Regions from separate parts of the Mus musculus genome. Here all the other regions are linked to region 2. A link is a contact called in public Hi-C data. All regions are on one chromosome and are shown on one strand. The core of a region is the stretch at or near the end of the contact, and the rest is flanking DNA. Distances in the headings are between cores, read along the strand shown.

Region 1 (3,196 bases), core at 576-3,075, 260 kb after region 2:
CCAGTCTGCAAAAATAACAGTCAAGCTGCATGAAGTCATGGGGAGCGTATGCCGGGCCATATGCTGTGGGCCGAGCTGGTGCTGACTGACAGTACGAGGCTGGGGTCCTGGGACTTGGTTAGGGGAAAATGAAGAAGGCAGACGGGTGTGAGGAGCTGGGAGCAGAGGCAAGAGAGCAGGAAAGAGGTAGCATGAGTTTATTTTAGCAGAAGAAATATTGGTCAGTTATTGTTATCTTGAGGAAGATACCTGGGTTGCCATTATACCGCTGTATGTCAGGAGCGGTCACATATTTTTATTTTGTTTCAGTTGCGTTTGGAAACCCAGCATAGAAAGGCATGCTTCTGGTAACGTAAGTGATGTGAAAGTGCTGGAATCCTGGAGACAGTATTCAAAACCCCAGGTCTTTCCAGTTTCAGGGCCACCTCCACTGCCACTAGTCTGTAGGATTTTCACATTAGGAGGTCACTGGCTTCATCACCCATGGCAAATTATATCTCAGCAAAGCAGTAACAAGACATTTAAGGGGCCTGGATCCTGCTCCTGCTACAGTTTCAGATAGCTCTAGCAGGCTCAGCTCTCCAAAGCCTCTGAGTTTCTAGATAACTCTGTTCACCTTGTAGCTCATTCTTTCTCTCACACAGCGGAGGGGCACTTGTCTAGTAATCCAAGAAAAAAATAATCATGTGATTTGTCTTTGTCTAAGGCTTTTGATTGATGAAACTGGAAGATAAACTGTGGTTTGCACAAACTATAAACCTCTATTTCCATGCCATACCCACCGGGACCCACCTCTGGCTATATAATGCATGTGTTTTGAGTCACCTAGGAGACACCTCTTATGCTACCCTCTGGTGTGGCATCCTTAGGGCCAATCAAAGATTTCTCCGTAATGGTCTTTCCTTAGATACTCATTTTATCACGGGTAGCATGAGCTGGTAACCCAAAGAGGAGAAGATAGCAGTAGGGGCTGTTGCCTCAGTGGGAGTCTGGATTATTGAGAATGCAGGCGATCTGCTATAGAGGCAGGGGAGGGAACAGGCCCCAGGGACGATAGATGGTGAAAATATGGAGAAGGCAAAAAAGAGGGCAGAGAACCAACAGAGCTGAAGGTGGGACACTTGAAGACCTTTGACAAAAGAATGATGATGGAAAGTTCCAGGGGTCCAAAAAGTCCTAAGGGGCCGAGGGTCCCTGCATCCAGAGCCTAAGAGCTATCACACCAGCCTGGGATATGCTGGGAGCCCTGACCCGAGAGACTTTTGTGTAGTTGCTGCTGCTAAGAGTCAGGGATGACAGTTGCCAGAGCAGTAGTCTGTCTAACTCTGGAACTTTTCTCCCACTACCAACGATCTCTTAGGACTGACCAACGAGGCCCCTGTCCCTTTAAGACCACTGAGCATGTTCTGGTTATAAAACAAGGCCTAGGGTGGTAATTGTAAGCAACTTAATAAATTGTGTGGAGAATTCATTCCAAAGGCCCCTGTTCTCACTGCTGACAAGCATTGCTCCTTAAATGGAAAACAAAGATCTTTTCTTCTCTTTCTCCAAAGTGGCTCAACTTAAATTTTTTAAGATGTTTTTTTGTAACAGCTTTATTGAGATGTAACTCACCTGCCACACAGTTCATTCCTTGAAAACAGTGTAGTATTTTCTTAGACATTTACAGAGGCTCACATACACTTCTCTCCACAATTTTCAAGCATTTTATTTTCCTTAATGCAACTTTTTTTTTTTTTTAAACAATAGAAGAGAAATAAACATTACACAGAACTGAGCAAAGGCTGAAGAGATCCCATGATTCCATTGGCTGGGCTGGATTTCCTCCTTACCATGCTCTCCTCTATTTACAAGCAGACGGCAGTTACCTGGTTACCACCACCCAGAGTATTGTTTTATGCCTGCTTTTTTAAGTTGACAGTTTCCATGCTGTTACTTTGCCGTTTTAACGGCCCGTGATATCCTCTCACACTGATGTGCAATAATCTATTCCCTTCGTTGAATCTTTTGTTTTCTAATTCCAAAATCATAAATAATGTTGTACCCAACATCTTTGCACATAAAGCTTATTTCCCTCGTTGGGTGTATTTCTCTGGGCTGTAATGACAAGAGTGGGAGTAATGTGTCAAAGAGCATGAACATATTACAGTCTTCTCTCCCAGCCCCCATCCCACTATTATTTCTGAGCAGGTGACACTATTTTTTTTTTCTTTTCTTTTTTGAAAATATGGCTCGGAGGGTCCTTGGAACTCTTCCAACAAAAGCAGCCACACCCACTCCATACAAATTAGCTACAAAAAGTCATTTAATGTTACTAAGGTTTAGAGTTCATTATGCAAGCCTGAGTCCTCTCCCCACCCCCACCCCAACCCCCCAAATTTTCTGTGAGGCCAAACAGCATTCATTTCTGGAAGGCTGGGAAAGATTGTCCTTTATGTGTCCCACCTGGTGGCTTAAATAACTTTACCATTTCCCTTAGAAAATTATTCCCGTGGAAAATAATTCAGTTAACCTCCTGACCCCTCCTGGCCGCTCTCAGCCTGGGGCAGCACTTTGTTTCCAGCTGTTCTTAAAAGCAACTTCAGCTGCATTTAACCCTTTGAAGACCCATGGGGGGCGGGGCAAGAGCAGGGGGAGGGGAGGGGGGTGCCAAGGATTAGGAAGGGGGAAAGAGAGAACAGAGGAATTGCACTTCTCTACCCTGGGAGGAGCTGTGGCACCCTACAAAGGCCAAACAGCATCCTGGGCTTGCTCTGTTAACATAACAGTGTGACAAGCTGCGGGGCTTTAGGCTCCACTCAGGGAGGGCTGGCAGTCAAGACTGCTCCAGGCAGAGAAGCTTGGCCGGGCTCCTGAGGGATCAGCTTCCCAGAAACAAAATTTGAACTTCAGGATCTGTGGCCTTTCTTAGATGTCACCTAAATTGTGACATCCAATCCAAGAGCCCTTCTGGATTTATAGTAGTCCGCGATAAGATGTTTTGGATTGTAAATTAAAAAAAAAATCCAAATCCAACTAGTTTAAAATCAGAGTGGGTGCTGCTGCCTGGCAGTGCTTAATCCTGAAGCCAGCAGGCAGAAATGTCCATGCTCCCTAGATGCTCTCCATGCTACCTAGATGCTAAGAATGGCTTCCTATTGGTTCTCCAATGGCTTCCCATTGGGTCTCCGTGTAGCTGAGAGGACAAGGGGAAGGG
Region 2 (3,165 bases), core at 148-2,647:
GGACACATCTTTCCCGCATCGGTCCATCAATCTCCCATAAACAGGCCCTCCTCATCTTGATTCTGTCTTTCTCTCACTCAGTTCTTCTATTTCTAATCACTGTGGGGCTGAGGAAGCTTCTTGGGTCCCTGTTGACTCTCACACTACCCGGTGAATTGCACCTCTTGATAATCTTTGCTGATACCATCATGCAACATTCCAGAATTTGTAAGGCTAGCCCCGCCTAAGCATAGAGTGTGTTCCGAGAACAGCACTCACACTGAAAGCATCTTTTGAGACTTCAGATGTCATGCGTACACCGCGCCCCGCCCAACCCCACCTGTGTCCAACTCTGTCTGGTGGAACCCTGGGTCTCCCATGTATCCAGGGTTCAGGGAGCATGTATGCGCTCATAGCTGGCCACTCACATTTTAAAGGTAGAGCTCCACAGTGCCTCCCAATTGGATTGAGCCACATGGCTCAGGCTCAGATGTCATTACTTTTCGGTGGATGGCAACCCCTCTGGGAGGCAGAAAGTCAAAGCAGGATCTCAGAATACTAAATGGACCCGCATGATAAGGAAAAAAAAATCTGCTCTGCTAGTACAGCAACAGATCCGTTTGTTCTCAAGTCCTCCTTTGAGCTGTTAATCAAGCCCAATCTTTCGGAATAATAGCCTGCTTATTACCACCCTGTTTGCATGACAAAGCATCCCAATAAAACTTATTTTGCCGGGGCCCAGAGGGGGTGTGAAGGATCAACCATGAGAAAGGAGTCTTAGGAATTCCTCGAGGCACTCCGGGGCCAGAGCCTAGGAATAAAGACAATGTAATTTGCCACCAAGAAAAGCCCAATAGACCAATAAATTACCCGCGTGCAAAGGGATTAGATCAGGTTTCAGAGGCCTAGGGGAGGGGCAGGGTACTACGGGAGGGAGACAGCCTTGCCTTCTCTTAAAGAGGTAAGTATCCCTTGGAACATAAGCTCCAGGGTCAAGACGTTTCCAACTCTGCCTGCACAGCGACTGTCTGAACTGATTTACTTGCTCGGAGATCTGGCTCCTGATGTGCGCTGGGAACTGTGATGGACGCCGTTCTCGGAACACACTCTGTGCTTAGGTGGGGCTGGCCTTAACGAATTCTGGAATGTTTCATCTAAGTCTGGATGGAGGCATGGCCTTATCAGTGAAGACTCTCAAGAGGCAGCTATTGCCCAACTTCAAATCACTGCCCTTTGCCGGTGCAACAGGAATCGTCCCGTCCCCCTCCCAGCCCCCACGCCCGCTAATCGGCTGGCATCCTGATAGATTCTGCCACCAGGGGGCACTAGATGAAAAAGGAAAGGTGTCCCTGGAGTCGCCACTGCTGGCGTTCCCACCACCCTTCTGCTCTCCTCCGGCCTCTAGCTTCTTTGCATGTGAGTGGCTCTGAGGTACTGTAAGCTCAGCAAGCTCTTTCTGTTCCCTTTGTCACTTGGCACTCTGAAGTGTAAGCGGTGTCCTGCTGTGTGCCTCGGCCTTTTGGAACCTTACGGTTCCCAAGCTTAGCTCCCTCGGTGGAACCGCCCTTGGGAGGGGGAGGGGAGTTCACCTTCCTGGCAAGCCTAGGAATGAAGCACCTGCAAGATGACCTCAGCCAGTGACGAGCTCCGAAAGAAAGCCCCAGCGGCAGGCAGCCCCAGCACCGGTGCTCTATCTTAGTGAACAGTAGGACTTAAGAGGCAATAGCTTCAGTTAGGACACAGGCGGGTGGAAGGAATCTTCTATAAGTCTGCCTGCCTCGGGGAGGGGCCAACCCTGAAGTCTGAAGTCTCCGTGTCCCTTTCCTCACTGTCCACCTAGTGCGGGAAGCAGACCTTAGATAGGATTCTGGAAACGGGTCGCATCAGCATCCTGAAGGAGGTAGGGGAAGGGCACTAAGTAGGGGTCTCCTGCTTATTCTAGTCCCACAGTAATGAATCTTGGTGGGCGTGGGGATGGAGTGGGGGTGTTACGGGACAAGGACAGATGCCCGAGGCTCCCTGTTGGCGCCGCTCCTGCAAGAATTTCACTCAATCATCCTGGCGTAAACACCCAGGTGTTTGGCCCCAGATCCTGAGAGGGACACACCCAGCAGACTGGATTTTTTCCCAGGTGCTGCGTAGCCTGCCTCACTTAATCTATCACTGCAGATCCTAGAAGGGATCACCGCTCCTGGGTGACATTCCAGGGCCAGGCAGCCTAAGGGCCCCAGAACCGCCACTTTATGGCAATGTGTTTCCCACCCGTTAGCTCTACTGGGAATTGTACGTGCTTCCTTCCGAGTCTGGTCAGGGGGACAAGGCTGAGAGCAAAAGGGAGCTTTGGGGAAAACCTCAGGTGACCCAGGAAGAGAAGGCAAAATTGTTGGGGGGCCGGGCCCTGGAGGGTGAACTCACTGCCTACCCAGCGTGGACAGAAGTGGCTAAGTGCCACTCCTAGAGCCGGGGGCAGGACAGTACTGCCTCCTCCGTCACACCCTGCCAAGGCTGCCCTGCCTCAGCCTCCACACATGCCAAGTTGTTGCAAGCACCCTTGATGACTGACTGCCAAGGAGAAGGGCACACCTCAGCTTTCCAAACAGGCCACCCTCCCCAGCTCCCACAGGAGCCGTGGAGAAACAGCGCTTGAGCAAGAAGGGTGGGCGTGGAAAGCCCTGACTCCGCCCTATAGTGGGAGGGCATAGGCTGCCTATCAACCGAAGGCTGAGAGCACGCCTGGGTAACGGGCCCATAGGGGGTCAAGCAAAGGGACAAGGTCCTCACCCCAGGAACATCCTGCTTTGGGGGAGAAATAAAACAGCCCTGGGCACGAGTGGTAAGGGAGGTAAGAAAGGTTTTCCCAGGACAATGAAGCTGCAGGTGAGAGCTGTGGTGGTTCTGGTTGAAGCATGACCCCTGTTACTAACTCCAGGCTCACACCTGAGGTGACAGCTTTATAGTCAGGACTTTGCTTCCAGCCATCTAGGCTTTTGTGCTCAGCGGCAGGTCAAAACACCTCTGAGGAGAAGAAAAGAAAAAAAGAAACAAAAACCCACCACAGAGGCACACTGTCTCCCTCCCTGCAGTCTGCAGGTACTGGAAGAGCGCATGCCAGGCTGGTATCCAGGTGGGAGGCACAACGCTGAACTCCTTTCTATGTAGAATGGCCCTGTAGTAAGTGTCTAGGTG
Region 3 (3,028 bases), core at 36-2,535, 270 kb after region 2:
CTCTGCCAATATGCTGAGCTGGTATCATTAGTTTCCACAGGTGGGGCAGGGCTGCCAGCCGGCCTCTCAGGGTTGCTCTCCAGCACACTGGGAACTTGAAAGGATAGAATTTCACGAGCCTTTGCAGCCAGCTGCAGAGCACCTGGGGCAATGTTTGCGCCCACCGGGGTGACCACCCTCCGACAGTGAGCGCGCCCCCCCACGTTGCAGCGGAGGGCTCAGTTGTCTGAGGTTTACTTGGGATGCATTTTTAATTATATTGGTTGGCACACACAGGGAAGGCTTAGCCAGCTCTGAAACATCCCTGAACCACACAGATATTCCCTCTGGAGAAACTTTTGGGAATGTACTGCGCTGAAGATCCTGCTGGCTGGCTGGCTGGCAGTGGTGGTCCATATTCTGTTCCTGAATCAGAGGAAAGAAGATTCAAGATGTATTGCCCTGTGTCCTTATTTGGGTCACCCTGAAGCCTTTCTGGGCATCCTTTCAAGCTATAGAATTTTTTTCACATCAAGTGTTCCGGCTGTCTTCAGCCATTCCTCCATCAGTCCTCGGTAGGCTGAGCACATTAAAGTATATATTTAAGTTTATATTGCAAAGAGACACACAAGAAGCAAGGTTGAAGCTGTGCAGAATACAAAGCTTGTTTGTGCACAATGTACTCCCATATTGCAAATCCACAGAGCAATGATTGAGCCTAGAGCCCAGCAGGATCCTCTGGGCCCCTATGCATCGTCTCTGTCTTCCGATTGTTCTGCCGATGGCAGGGAGGTGGCTGTCTGTCCACAGTCTGTAATGCTTCCCACATCATTAAGACTCAGCCTGAACTCTGGACTCAGCGAGTCCAAGGCATGGAGTTTTTGTACTTTGGGTATTGGGTGGGCATTGACTACTTTATTCCAGTGCATTTTTTTTTTTCTTCTGAGCTCTTCTGAGGACAGAGACTTTGAGTTGGCTCCAGAACTCCTGGCTCTGTGTCAAGCATGTGGAACCTGTCCCTGGTGCCTCTGGGCAGTGAGCTTTAGCCTGTGCCTGGCAAAGCAAGCTGGCTATTCTCTGCACTTCTGTTGATGAAACCCATCGCCAGGCTTGTATATACTCCAGTTGGTGGCTGTCTGGCTTTTTTTTTTTTCCAGGAGGAAGTAGTATTTTATTATTCTTATTTCAGATAGTGTCTCATTTAGCCTAGGCTGGCCTCCAAGCCCTGATCCTCTTGCTTACAACTCCCTAGTTCTGGGATTACAAGCGTGTGTCATGCTGGGATTACACGCATATGTCTTGTCTGGAAGCTGTGTTTCTAATCAATTTATGTAGAAAACCCCAAAGACTAAAGGGTGAAACAGCCACCTAAGGCCTTCATCTTTTGGCAAGGCCTACGTTAAAAAGTTTTCTCTGGTAACTGACAGTCACACTTCCGTGTGTCTTCCTTCTCTGAGTCAAGGGCAGTGCTTCTCTGAGCTCAGTGCTTTGAGAATGTACTTTCATTTCCATGGCAGACTTATGGGGGTATATATGGCAGGAGTCATATTCCATCAGCACAAAACATATGACATTCATACCCAAAATGAGGCCCAGGAGGTCTCCCTGGGGTCAGAGGCCTCATCATTCTGGATTTCCATTCAGACCCATTCCCCCACCCCCACCCATCCAAACTTTGAGTCCCAAGGTTCTTTGACTCAAAACTTGCAGTCAAGGCCAACAGGTTCTGTGCGCCATCTTCTGAGTTTTCACCAGAGATTTGGGCCAGAGTTTTCTACCCAGGTCGGAGAGGCCCTTTTGGGTGGTTTCCTATAGCAGTGCCTTCCCATAGCTGCAAAGAGAGCCTAACCCTAGTCAGCAAAGAAGGCTACTTTATCAGAGTGCTTGAAACTCCTGAAACTCTGGTGCCTTTCTTTGGAGTGAGATGTCCATGCAGGGTGTGTGGATAGAAGCGTAGTTGGGAACAGCCATTTTTTTTTCTTTTTCCTGCTGTGGGGAAAGAGAGAGCCTGGTTCAGTCCCGAGGCAGCACTAGCACTTCCGAAGTGAACTGAACTAGGTCAGGGAGAAGCTTGCTCGCATCTATCACTTTACAAAAGGAACTGAGAACAGAGAGAAATCTTAGCAGACATCTGTCTCCCCATGCTGGCCCACTCCTCGCATTCTGAGATCGCCAAAGGCAAGAAGATCTGGAAAAACAAAAAACAAAAAACAAAAAAACAAAAAAACAAAAAAAAAACAAAACCAGAGAATTTGTTTGTTTTCATAGTTGACGGGTGGGGGTGGGGGTGGGGGTGGAGGGGTGCAACTGATTTGGTTACAAAAACGTAAGCTGAACGATGTGCTTTGTGACAGGCCATTGACATGACTGTGTGGCCACAGGAGGAGGCTCTCCCTCTGACGAAATGGAGAAAATGAGTGATGGTTTCATTGCTGCCTCTTGACATCACTCTCTTCATCTGTGGGCGAGAGATGGCGGCTACACACTCCAAAAGAAAATGTCTGTGAGCTTGTCATTGCTAAGCATGAGGAAGCAGCTCCCGACCTACAACACAAGTTCAAACCAACCTGGTCATGCCAACCCCTTCACCCCACCCCCTCCACCCCCCCCCCCCCCGGGCAATGAGCAGAGGTGAATCAATATGGCTTTAAATCTATGCCAAATGATTCCCTAGCCAAAAAGTCCTGGTTTTATGGTCTTTAGCCTAGGACATCATCAAACAGTACATGCTGAGTTCCTTAAAGTATGAGAAACTCCTCATTGATCTCATTTCTGCTCTTCATTGTGAGTGGCTGAGCTCTTCTCATGTCAAGCTGCCACGGCACGGTTTGATTTTTCAAGAGACTGCCTGAAGTCCGCCCCAGGTGGTCTGGGAACAATGTGTCTGGCAGGACAGGTGTGCTGTTCAGACAGACCCCTGGGATTTGCTCTTACCATTGGGTCTTTATTGGGACTTCCACCTGCCAGAGCCAACCGAGGGCCCTTCTTAGAGGACTGCCCTCCGGGCACTTGAGTTCACGGAGCCTGTCACCTCGCATCACCCCAGGGA

What was found. A called contact is a pair of places that touch in the nucleus more often than the background predicts.
Region 1: a Hi-C map of stem cell-derived cardiac mesoderm shows a contact between it and region 2, with 3 times the contacts expected there. The contact joins two enhancer-like sites. A contact is called at or near these places in 13 of 39 promoter capture datasets (3T3-L1-derived adipocytes, cranial neural crest, embryonic stem cells and 5 more), 1 of 15 datasets of contacts at CTCF or cohesin (stem cell-derived epiblast-like cells), 37 of 484 Hi-C or Micro-C datasets (the C2C12 cell line, beige adipocytes, differentiating embryonic stem cells and 11 more) and 31 of 115 datasets of contacts at active chromatin or transcription factors (craniofacial prominence, differentiating embryonic stem cells, embryonic basal ganglia and 12 more).
Region 3: a contact with region 2 is called in a Hi-C map of muscle stem cells, with 2.2 times the contacts expected there. The contact joins two enhancer-like sites. A contact is called at or near these places in 7 of 39 promoter capture datasets (3T3-L1-derived adipocytes, embryonic stem cells and liver), 2 of 15 datasets of contacts at CTCF or cohesin (the NIH/3T3 cell line and stem cell-derived epiblast-like cells), 23 of 484 Hi-C or Micro-C datasets (beige adipocytes, differentiating embryonic stem cells, embryonic stem cells and 6 more) and 25 of 115 datasets of contacts at active chromatin or transcription factors (craniofacial prominence, embryonic basal ganglia, embryonic forebrain and 10 more).

The regions. Positions count from the first base shown.
Region 1 is chr7:73,140,855-73,144,050 of GRCm38.p6, reverse strand. No RefSeq gene overlaps it. Among named protein-coding and RNA genes, the nearest start is that of Gm6567, 40 kb to the right of the region's middle. Within about 2 kb of position 1,825, at least 34 of the 459 cell types and tissues checked have an H3K27ac peak or open chromatin away from gene starts, as enhancers often do. A contact at or near this core is called in craniofacial prominence, differentiating embryonic stem cells, embryonic limb bud and 3 more, where this site is marked.
Region 2 is chr7:73,397,918-73,401,082 of GRCm38.p6, reverse strand. The region is part of intron 2 of Rgma (repulsive guidance molecule family member A); the gene reads right to left. It overlaps LOC115486533 (a long non-coding RNA gene), which reads right to left. Exons shown (of 2, transcript XR_003946803.1): 2 at 1-3,165. Among named protein-coding and RNA genes, the nearest start is that of A730056A06Rik, 24 kb to the right of the region's middle. Within about 2 kb of position 1,397, at least 133 of the 459 cell types and tissues checked have an H3K27ac peak or open chromatin away from gene starts, as enhancers often do. A contact at or near this core is called in craniofacial prominence, differentiating embryonic stem cells, embryonic limb bud and 4 more, where this site is marked.
Region 3 is chr7:73,123,133-73,126,160 of GRCm38.p6, reverse strand. No RefSeq gene overlaps it. Among named protein-coding and RNA genes, the nearest start is that of Gm6567, 23 kb to the right of the region's middle. Within about 2 kb of position 1,285, at least 4 of the 459 cell types and tissues checked have an H3K27ac peak or open chromatin away from gene starts, as enhancers often do. A contact at or near this core is called in muscle stem cells, where this site is marked.